2 separate regions of the Arachis hypogaea genome follow, and region 2 is linked to region 1. A link is a contact called in public Hi-C data. All regions are on one chromosome and are shown on one strand. Each heading gives the region's core, a stretch centred on a gene start, on an enhancer-like site or on the middle of the called end of the contact. The rest is flanking DNA. Distances are from core to core; before and after follow the strand shown. Region 1 holds the start of LOC112800632 (pentatricopeptide repeat-containing protein At2g22410, mitochondrial-like). Region 2 holds the start of LOC112800642 (histone-lysine N-methyltransferase SUVR5).

Region 1 (5,092 bases), core at 2,142-4,641:
ATTAAGTATTTTAATTGTTTTATTAAGATTTGAACAATACTACATGACTAATAAATATGATTATTTTTAGTGAGTATTTTATCAGCAATACGTTATATTTATATTTAAAAAAATTTTATACATAAAAAATATAATTTACACTTATATTTATATGTATCTATATTTTTTTAGAGTTTGTATACATAGATAAATAAAATTTATTTATTAAAGATAATTTAATAATTATATTAGTCAAATAGTAAAAAATACTAAAAATTACTGATTTTCAAAAATTTTTTAAAAAAGTTTTTCATGAAATAAATATTATATGGTATTTTTTCATTTTTGTCATACATATTTATTTACATGAATTTTTTTTTGATGCAGTCCCTGCACTAGTATTTTATTGAAAGATGAGTGTATTATGATGTTTACACTCTACATAATTGTTTTGGGGTGCTGCATTTATTCACAAATTACAAGAGGATTGAATAGTCACTACTTCCCTTTCACACTTATCCGTATCGGTATCCGAATCCGAATCCAACAACCTGGTATCCCGCCGACAGAACATTTTCTACGTACAAGACAACCGCACGATCGAAACCATTATTAACCGAAGACCTCTTTACCAAGTCTATTCCATGATTCCACTTTTGTCTGTCACTCTCTTTTGCAACTCACCGTAAAATCTAAACCAATCAAAACTAACATTAATTAAATAATTAATGAATGCACTCAGTCACTAATTGTGGCGTGTGGCATGTATCACTGTATAATATTATGCTCTTCTTATGCCGTGTTTCCTATATAAATTAATTAATTAATATGGTTGAATTTCACAATCCCAGGTTCCACTTAATTGTATGGGTATGCAGAGAAGAAGATAAGTGGTGCGAATGATGGAGGAAGTGGCAGGGGCGTTTGGCAGCAGCGCCAGCTTCGCCCTCCGCTTGGGGCAGACCGTCTTCTCCTCCGCCTCCCTTCTATTCATGTGCTTTGGCGTCGATTTCTACTCATACACCGCTTTCTGGTATTTCTTTTTCTCATTCACTCTTTAGTCTTCAATGTGTTGCTTTGATAACAAACATTATTTTGCAATGTCATCTGAATGCACACCTACTCTCAAATTTCGATCTCAAAATTGGTTTTTATGTGGGGTTACATGTCATTTCAATTCTGCTATGTCGCAGATCTATTCTTCATAAGAAATGAGGCAGTAATTTACACTTCTCAAATTATAGGCAAGTCACTGCAAGCTTGCTGGCCCTGAAATTGGTTTGCAAATTGTTCAAAGTCTTACATACCTCTCTGATTTTGGGATAGAAAGTTTACAAATGAATTTATTGCTGAATGGTGATGGGAAATTAATTGAAATTCCCTATAACTAAATTGCGCATCTAATAGGTCCAGAGTCTACAGCATTTTTGGTGTAGGATGTAAGAATGCTGAGAACAGATCATTTCTAATTTCTTAATGAGCATGAACAATTGATTGATTGGGGCTCTTAATACAAAGCTGGAGTTCCCAATTTCTTTTACATTTTTGGTTTGATACATGATTTGATTGTGATGAGTGTTTGTGTGGAGCTTAGCCACTTAGCATGTTCAAGGTCTAAAACCAAGAGGAGGAAAAGGAATTAGGTTTACGCAGCATGCATGTGGTTACAATTGGCATGCCTTGCAGTTTATAAATTCTAACTGATAATAAGTTATGCTATTCTGCAGCTATTTGGTGACGGTCATGGGTTTGGTAATTCCATGGAGCGTAACATTGTTAGTAGTAGATGCTTACTCCGTCTTCATAAAAGACCTACAAATTCAGCAAAGGATTGTAATGATAATCTTTCTGGGAGACATGGTATGTAGTTATCTGCAACTTATGGCTAAGACTTGAAGAGGCATTAATAAGGTTCCAATACTGAACTAATAGTTTTGAGGTTTTTCTTTTCGTTTTCCTTATCTACTATGCAGGTTTTATCGTATCTCTCGCTGGCTGCAGCATGCTCTACAGCGAGTGTCGCGGATCTTCTGCTTGAAGCTGGTGGATCCCTTTGCCCTGCAAGACTATGTGGTAGATATCAAATGTCTGCTGCTATGGCCTTTTTGTCTTGGTTTCTTTCATCAGCTTCCTGTCTTTTCAATTTTTGGCTCTTCTCTTCTCTGTAAAATACATAGCTCACTGTTGATATATGTGTAAATGAATGCAAAGGGTGTGAATGTGAATGACAAAGTCATTTGCTTTTTAAGTACATATTTTTTGAAATTTCCTTGTGAATAAAATTCTGGCGACTATAGTCAACAATGTAATAACTGCTCTTTCAGCAGGGCAAGGGAAAAATACTAAAGGTTTATTTCTTGGCTCTCAACTGCTTCCAGCTTTTCTTCCCAGTTTTTTGCTGTTTTACCAAGTTACTTGGGAAAAGTTGGTTGAAAATCTGAATGATTTATGTAGCATGGTACTATAAGTTCCACTGTTCCAAACTGTATGTACTGTGCCTGCGATAATCTGGCGCAACATCTGTAACATTCATTTGGTGCTTATGCAATGTGAAGAGTTCTATTCTATATTGTTTCTTTATGACGTTTGGAGTCACTTTTATTTCATCCTTAGGGGGATTTGAGGGAGCTTGATCCTTAAGAATTAAACTTGACTCCATTCGAATGACTAAAACACTGGTTATCATTTGAGACACTGTCTAAGTCACTAGCTGGTCAAACTTGATTCATGCTTATATGATAGATGTATAGTCAAACAATGTCCATTGGATCAGAAAACTAACAATTTTAAAATAAGAAAATAATATGCGATGATGGTAGAAATAAAGGTAAATTATAACCATGTAAAATTAAACCATTAAAGAATTATAGATGTAGATATGTAGTAGCAAAATGAAATCATAGACTAAAAATCAGCCACTAAAATAGTTATTTAATCATTGATTTATATAAAATAAATATTAAAATATAAAATATATATTAAAAATATATTTAATAAGATATATATTTATATACAAATATATTGTAACAGAATTGAGTAATTAATTTTTTAGGTAGTGTCAACTTAATAATTTGGAATAACCAGGTTTAATAGTAATTCTTACAAAAGCGCCTGAATTAAGATAATACAACAATCTATTATATTTATGAAATATGATTATTTACTAAATTCTTATATTCTTATAGTAGTCTTTTAGATTTTCGAATTTCACTAATTTAATCTCTCAAATTTAAAATTGACTATACTGATTTTTAAGATTCATTTTCGGGTATTGTATTAGTTCTTGGATCAAGTGTTGAGTTATCTCTTATTTGTCACAAAAGATGTTACAAATGATTAGCTTTCATGACAAGATTAGTTTTATTACCCAAATTGGTCTTTTCTATTTATAAATCCTAATTCACTCTCATTAGGGATGTCTGTTGTATTCTTTTTAAAATCAATCTTGCCAGCCAATCTTTGCAGCATCCAGCATGATAAGTGAGAGACAACTCAACACTTTGTTCACTAACTCAGTTCTAGAAATGATCTAGGACCAATACAGAATATGAATCTTGAAGACTAGTATAATAAATTTAAATTTAAAAGACTAAATTGGTAAGACTAGGGAATAATAGGAGAATTTAGTCCATGATTATTTGTAGGGAAGCTAGGTAGGTAGTTTTATTTGATTTGATTTGATGTCAGCCGCTCTGAAACACGCGACCGTTGGTTCCCGCCTGTTTTGCGTTCACTCAGCACAAACCATTTGGCATAATTTCAAGTCACCCACTCACCAAACCCTTCACCATCTCTTAGAGCGATGTTCCTCCATGAGAGAGCTCAAGCTCCTCCATGCCCAGATTATCCTCCATGGCCTATCTGGTCAAGTTCTCACTATTGGCAAGCTTGTCTCTTTCTGCACTTCTCCCGAACTGGGGGATCTCCGTTATGCGCAGCTTCTGTTCGACCAAAGTCCCCAACCTAATAAGTTCATGTACAATCATCTCATAAAGGGTTATTCAAATAGCGATGACCCAATAAGGTCTTTGTTACTTTACCGCCAAATGGTAAATGCTGGGATTTCCCCTAATGAGTTTACCATCCCCTTTGTTGTCAAAACTTGTGCTTGCAAATCCTTATATTGGGAAGCTGTTATTCTTCATGCTCACGCTATTAAGCTTGGGATGGGGTCTCACGCTTGTGTGCAGAACGCTTTCTTGAGTGCCTATGTTGCTTGTCGCCTTATAAATAGTGCACGGAAAGTGTTTGATGATATTTCTGATAGGACCCTGGTCTCATGGAATTCAATCATTGGTGGGTATGCTAAGCTGGGGTTTTGCAAAGAAGCCATCTTGTTGTTTCGAGAGATGCAAAAGTTGGATGTGGTGCCTGATGTGATCACTTTGGTTTGCTTGCTCTCTGTTTCCTCGAAGCATGGTAATTTGGAGTTGGGAAGATTCATGCATCTTTACATAATCGCTACCGGAATTGCAATTGATTCAATTGTGACGAATGCCCTCATTGATATGTATGCCAAGTGCGGGCATTTGCAATATGCCGAATGTGTTTTCGATCAAATGCTTGATAAGAATGTCATTTCGTGGACTTGTATGGTTAATGCATATGCTAACTATGGACTTATTGATTATGCTTTGGAGATGTTTAATAGGATGCCAGTGAAAAATGTGGTTTCTTGGAATTCAATAATTTGCTGTCATGTTCAAGAAGGGAAATACATGGAAGCCATGGAACTTTTCCACACAATGTGTAGTTCAGGTGTGATGCCAGATGAGACCACTCTTGTTAGCGTTCTTTCATCCTGCAGTCACATGGGTGATTTGGAATTGGGGAAACAAGCTCACAATTACATCGGTAACAATAATATTACACTAAGTGTGACCCTTTGTAACGCCCTAATTGACATGTATGCTAAATGTGGTGCCCTTCAGACTGCCATGGACATCTTCTTTGGGATGCCAAAGAAGAATGTGGTGTCATGGAATGTTGCTATTGGGGCACTTGCTCTACATGGTTTTGGAGAAGAAGCTATTGACATGTTCGAGAAGATGCGAGGCAGCGGGCTATTTCCTGATGAGATTACCTTCACAGGGCTACTTTCTGCTTGTAGTCA
Region 2 (5,413 bases), core at 201-2,700, 320 kb after region 1:
TGCCAATTAGTAATGTGAACAGAAACAGATAACCAACAATGACCAATTGCATCGTTATCTGTTAATTGTCACAATGTTAATAAAAGGTTTTTTTTTTTTCAAAAAAAAAAAACAAATCCTTTGTGTTTCAATTTTATTTTTCCCAATTAGGGCACGAATCAAATGATGAGATTGAGAGCCACCCAGCAGAAAAAAATCCGTCACAGCAATACATTACTGAGAAGCAGCAAGATAAAGCTTCAAACTTTGAAGCCCGCACACGCAAAATCAGCACAGGAACATGCTCAATTTAAAGTCTAGCTCATAGAAAGGTGAAAACCCTTAATGGCGAAGACCCAATTGAAAAAATGGAACTAAATCGCAGCATTATTATTGTGGTTAGACAGTAACACAAGATGATAAACCCTAAGCACATCCACAGTGTGTGAAATCAATCATACGAAGATGCGGAACTTGGATGTATTATTGTAATTGTAACTAACTGCATGTCTCAAAATTGGAAAATTAAAATTTAAAATTGAGAAATTAAGTGCTGCAGAATCATAAAAAGTAAAATCGGGCATCAGTTATATAACCTCAACATATAATAGAGAGTGCTCCTTAAAACGTTGAACCAAATAGGGGTAAGATCTTCACTCCTGCCATTACTAGTACGTCTTTTTTTTTTTCTGTAACCTATAGATTTTTTTATTTTATTATAATATATATAGACATAGACATATGTTTGTATTAGACATAAGGTGCACAACATGTATAAGGGGGTCGGGGAGTTGAGCTAGCTAGGTCAGACACAAATAAAAATAAAATTGAGACACACAAAAAATGTGACATGAAAATAGAATATACATTGTGTTAGGGAAAATAGAGAGATAAATAAAAGGGAGGTAAGAAAAGGGGCAAGTGGTAATGTACCTTAAGGAAAAGAGTTAGGGAGGGAAGTTTATGCAGTGAGATGAGGGGCACCTTGCGCACTTGCAGAAGGGGGTGGGTGGGTGGTTGAAAATGAAATTGCCTCTCTCTTTTTTCTTCTTTTTTTTTTTAAACAAAAAAAAAATTGGTTTTTATGTGAAGTGAAAAAATGTTGTCTCCCTCTCGCAGCACTATTGGTTAATGGTTAGTGATAGGTAGATGGGGGCATAGAAATATAGATACAGATACAGGGTTCTCTTTATTTTTTAATAAAATATATATATAGCAAGTGTGGCTCTTGATTTTAGGCATGAAAAGAAAGAAAGAGGGGTGGTCAGCTGAGGCCCCGTGCCCAAATTCAAAGACGACTCAATATTTCCATTTTTTTAAGACAAAGGGAGGGAGAAGAATAGAGAAAAGGGTAGTATTGGTAATAACGAAAAAAATGGGTCCTTACCTTAGGGGTAATGGCTGGGTTAGAAGTTGCCAAGTTGGGGCTTCCTTCTGCAGCCGAGAGTGGTGAATTGCAGTCACCTCTCTTCGGATGTGTAATAGAAATACTAATGATTTTTTAGCTAAAATTTAATTAATAATGTAAAGTGTGTAATATATATTATATAATATAATGATAAGTTTGGATGGGGCAAGGGAGAAGCGGAGTGAAGGATAATCAAAGGGAAAGGACAACAAAACGCATGGTCGTAACGATAATGGCAAACCCAACGACGTCGTATCACGACTTCTTTGTTCTAGAATCTAGATCAACATTCGGTGTAATAATTACTTCTTCGATCTGTTAATGGTAAATTATTACAGTATTATTTTTATTAATTATTTTTAATCGTTTTCTTTCTATTACTTTAAATAGTTATTTATTTTCAAGTTTCAACTATTTGGAGGGTATTATGGGAAAATGAACATCTTACCCAATAATCTTCCTGATATACCACAAGTCCACAACACACCACATGACATATCTCATTCATTAGAGATTTTCCAATTCGATCTAATACATTTACTTGATTTTTTTATTTAAAAATTAAATTAATGCTTTTAATTTTTTTTTCAAAGCATTTACCTAACTTTCCTGCAATTTGTGAGTTGGGTTTGGTTGAAGTCCATAGATTGGTGTGGGTTGACCCAACAACGCAATGGATACCTCTAATATAAAGTCTATCGTATTGGTTTTTGTTGGAAGGTATATTTTTGTTTCGTTTTCGGGTATGTCATCTAAATGGGTCAACGCTCTCTTTCATGTTTCTTTTACTAACAAAACAGGACCCTAAAAAAAACTTGCGTCAATAACAAACCAAACATTAGATATAATTTGTTCTTAGCTTTATTATTCCTTTTGCCTTGTTCTAGGAGAAATTACTCAAATTAGTAAATTACTAAAAAGTGAAGCACAATCTGCTAGCTAAAATTACATGTAAATAATATTCAATAATGAATGTAGTTAAATAACGTATTAGTTATTAGTTACAACTTAGATGCATATCATAATTTTGAATTTTGATGTCTAAGTGACAGATACGATAGATGATAAAAATAAAAATAGGTTAGATGACCTATTAAGAGTTTATTTTTTTATTTGATTTGAGATAAAATAAATTTAAATTTAAGGTGTTTTGAACATCTAAATTCATAAATAGATTAAGTCTATTTATTAAAATATAAATAAGTATATAAATAAATTTTTCATAATTAAAAATATTAATTTTTTAAAAATTTGTTATATCTTTTTATAAATACATTTTCATATTTTAAATACTTAAAAATTAAAATATTATTACAAATATTAAATTTAGTATATTACATATAATGATATAAGTAACTTTTTGATAAGAAAATTTTTTTTAATATATGTATATATTTTTCTAAAAAAAGAAAGTACTAGGTATTTTAATAAATTTCACGCTAACCAAACTTAGTATTTTAAAATGAAAAATCTATAACAATACCATACTCAAGTTAATTAATTAACTATATATATTACATATGTAGCTATTACGAACGAAGACTGACGGGGCTATTTCTATCCCAGTGAATCGACATAGTAGAAGTTAAAATCTTTACTGCAGCTATGATTAACTCATGATTTCATTATTATGTAACTTAGTGATATCAAGGTGCATGAATGCATGGTGTTGCCGTCACATGTATGAAAACTACAGTTGCGTAGGTAAGAAAAAAAAGAAAAAAAAAAAAAAAACCTGAATGATGATGTTTTTGCGCCATGTCTACAAAGGATAAAAGCCTGTGGATACAGCAACTTGTCAACAGCACCTTATTAGTTGTTAAAGATATAAATATACATGTTTTTTCTTTTTATCAATTTAAATTTTTAGAAAAGATAATATTATAATATAGTATCAAACTATTATGTTAGTAAGATTTAGAGTTTGATTTTTGATAAATTCTAAAAAATTTTAAAAATAATATAAGACAATTAAAAAAATTGTCTATATAAAAATTAAACAAATACAACAAAAAAAAATCTTACTTAAAAAAGAATATTAAATATATAAATATTTATATTATCTCCTTTTATCAATTTAAAATTTTGAATTTAGATTTTTTAAATTTTAAATTTTTATTTAAAGAGTAAAGTATGATCTTTCACTATTTATTTTATAAGTGGGACAAAAAAAATATAAGAGAGAGACTATTTAAAAATGAATGATCACACGTTACCTTCTAAAATAAAATTCAAAATTTAATGGATCCAAATCCTAAGATTTTATAAGTGATATCATCACATCCGCTTCTTTCAAAATAATCCATATTTGCAAATTACCTATCTCACAATTTGTTCTTGCCACTACTGCCATGTGATCGCTTTTACCTACTACCTTCCTTAATTAAGTTGGAGCAGTTTTGCTTAATTAAGAACACACACATACGAGTTGTCATTCTGCATAAACTAGAAGCTTTAATTATTTGATGAAGTTGAAGAATAGAAAGTATGTGGTAATAAGGAAATAATTATGAAGATCAGAGAATGAAAAGTAGTTAAATTATGGAGGTAGAAGTGGGGACAGATAGAGAAATAGGAGGAAAGATGCTTTAATGATGGTTATATATGATTGGCATTGACTAGCTTGTCCTAACCTCTTTGGAAAGTTCGCCTTTTCTGTCACACAATTCCGATTCTACATTTTAAATAATGTACTAATGTGCCCATATTAATTAGCCTCTTACACAGACATTTAATTTGTACCAAAATGTTATGTAATATGTAATGTAAGTTTTGCTAACTCGAGGCACCATTTTCGGATGAGGACTATTGAGAACCAACCCCACAGGCCCCCTCTTTTCACTGCTACACCAAAATTTTGATTCACATTTTGGATACAATAATGCTTATGATGTGCTCTCTTCCTGGGGCTATTAATTATTTCCCCAACATATTTAAAACTCTGTTTGAATAGTCACTTTCTCTCTTTCTTTTATTTTCATTTTCCATTCCCATATAATATGGCAAGTAGTTGTTACCGCTCTCTGTGTCCTAGATTGTTATATTCCATAAGGCAAGGGAATCATTGTTATTATCATCACTATTAACAAATGCTGCATGCATTTGTGATTCCTGTCATACAGAACAAAAAGAACAAAGACAATGAAATAATAAAGATGCGTCATTTATGTGCATGTGTTTATTTTCTTCACGTATTCAAATTTGTTTCAAAATTCCCATGCATTAATTATGCTATGTATATAGTATTCTATAAACTTCAATTTTTGCAAACACTTCCAAAGAGGAAGTAATTAAGGAGCCATTAATTCCTAAATATCGTATTATTAATTATTACAGATGGTGAAAAAAAGGTAGATAAATACAAAATAATCAAGCACGTAATGATTGTGATCTTTCCAGTAGCTAATGTCACTGTTTGAGACAAAGTACTTCAGTCTCAAAGCTTATACGGTCATATGAAAATCAACTTTAGTTTGCTTTTAACAATGATGTGTTTTCAAAATTATTTTGGTTTGTTCATATGAAAACAAACAAACAAACACTATAAGCTAATGAAATATAGCTGGCAAGTGGCAACAACGACAAACCTATCACATAAATATAGCAAGTACCATTCTTCATACTCGTTTGGAAGCCCTGAGCTTCAAGCTTCCTTTGATTTCAATTATTCTATATAACTTCTAATTTGTCTTCTTTTATCAATTTCATCCAAAAAAAAAAAAGAAAAGAAAAAATAGAGTGTCACAGTCAAATCATTTTTTAACTTAGGTAAAACAATTTTACTATTTAATATTTGCTTTTGCTTGAGTGTTATTAAATCGATAAAAAATATCTTTTTTCAATTAAAAGATTTTTTTATTTTTTAATATATTTAGCAAATTTCTAAGAATAAAAGTAAAAGCACTAGAAAAATAAAAAAATAATTTTTTTGATAAACTATAATTTATATATTTTTTTAAAAGATTTTTTTCTTAAAAAAGATATTTTTTACATACTAAATGAATAAAAAAATATTTTTATCTTATT

What was found. Hi-C and Micro-C count contacts between places; a contact is called where the count stands out from the background.
Region 2: a Hi-C map of leaf shows a contact between it and region 1, with 6 times the contacts expected there. The contact joins the promoter of LOC112800642 here to the promoter of LOC112800632 in region 1. A contact is called at or near these places in 2 of 8 Hi-C or Micro-C datasets (both in leaf).

The regions. Positions count from the first base shown.
Region 1 is chr5:9,173,802-9,178,893 of arahy.Tifrunner.gnm2.J5K5, forward strand. LOC112800632 (pentatricopeptide repeat-containing protein At2g22410, mitochondrial-like) reads left to right here and starts at 3,392. Exons shown (of 1, transcript XM_025842976.3): 1 at 3,392-5,092. The coding sequence starts at 3,660. It overlaps LOC112800631 (CASP-like protein ARALYDRAFT_485429), which reads left to right and starts at 503. Exons shown (of 3, transcript XM_025842975.3): 1 at 503-1,012; 2 at 1,707-1,839; 3 at 1,953-2,550. The coding sequence starts at 879. The coding sequence ends at 2,147.
Region 2 is chr5:9,493,900-9,499,312 of arahy.Tifrunner.gnm2.J5K5, forward strand. LOC112800642 (histone-lysine N-methyltransferase SUVR5) reads right to left here and starts at 1,451. Exons shown (of 13, transcript XR_011881772.1): 1 at 913-1,451.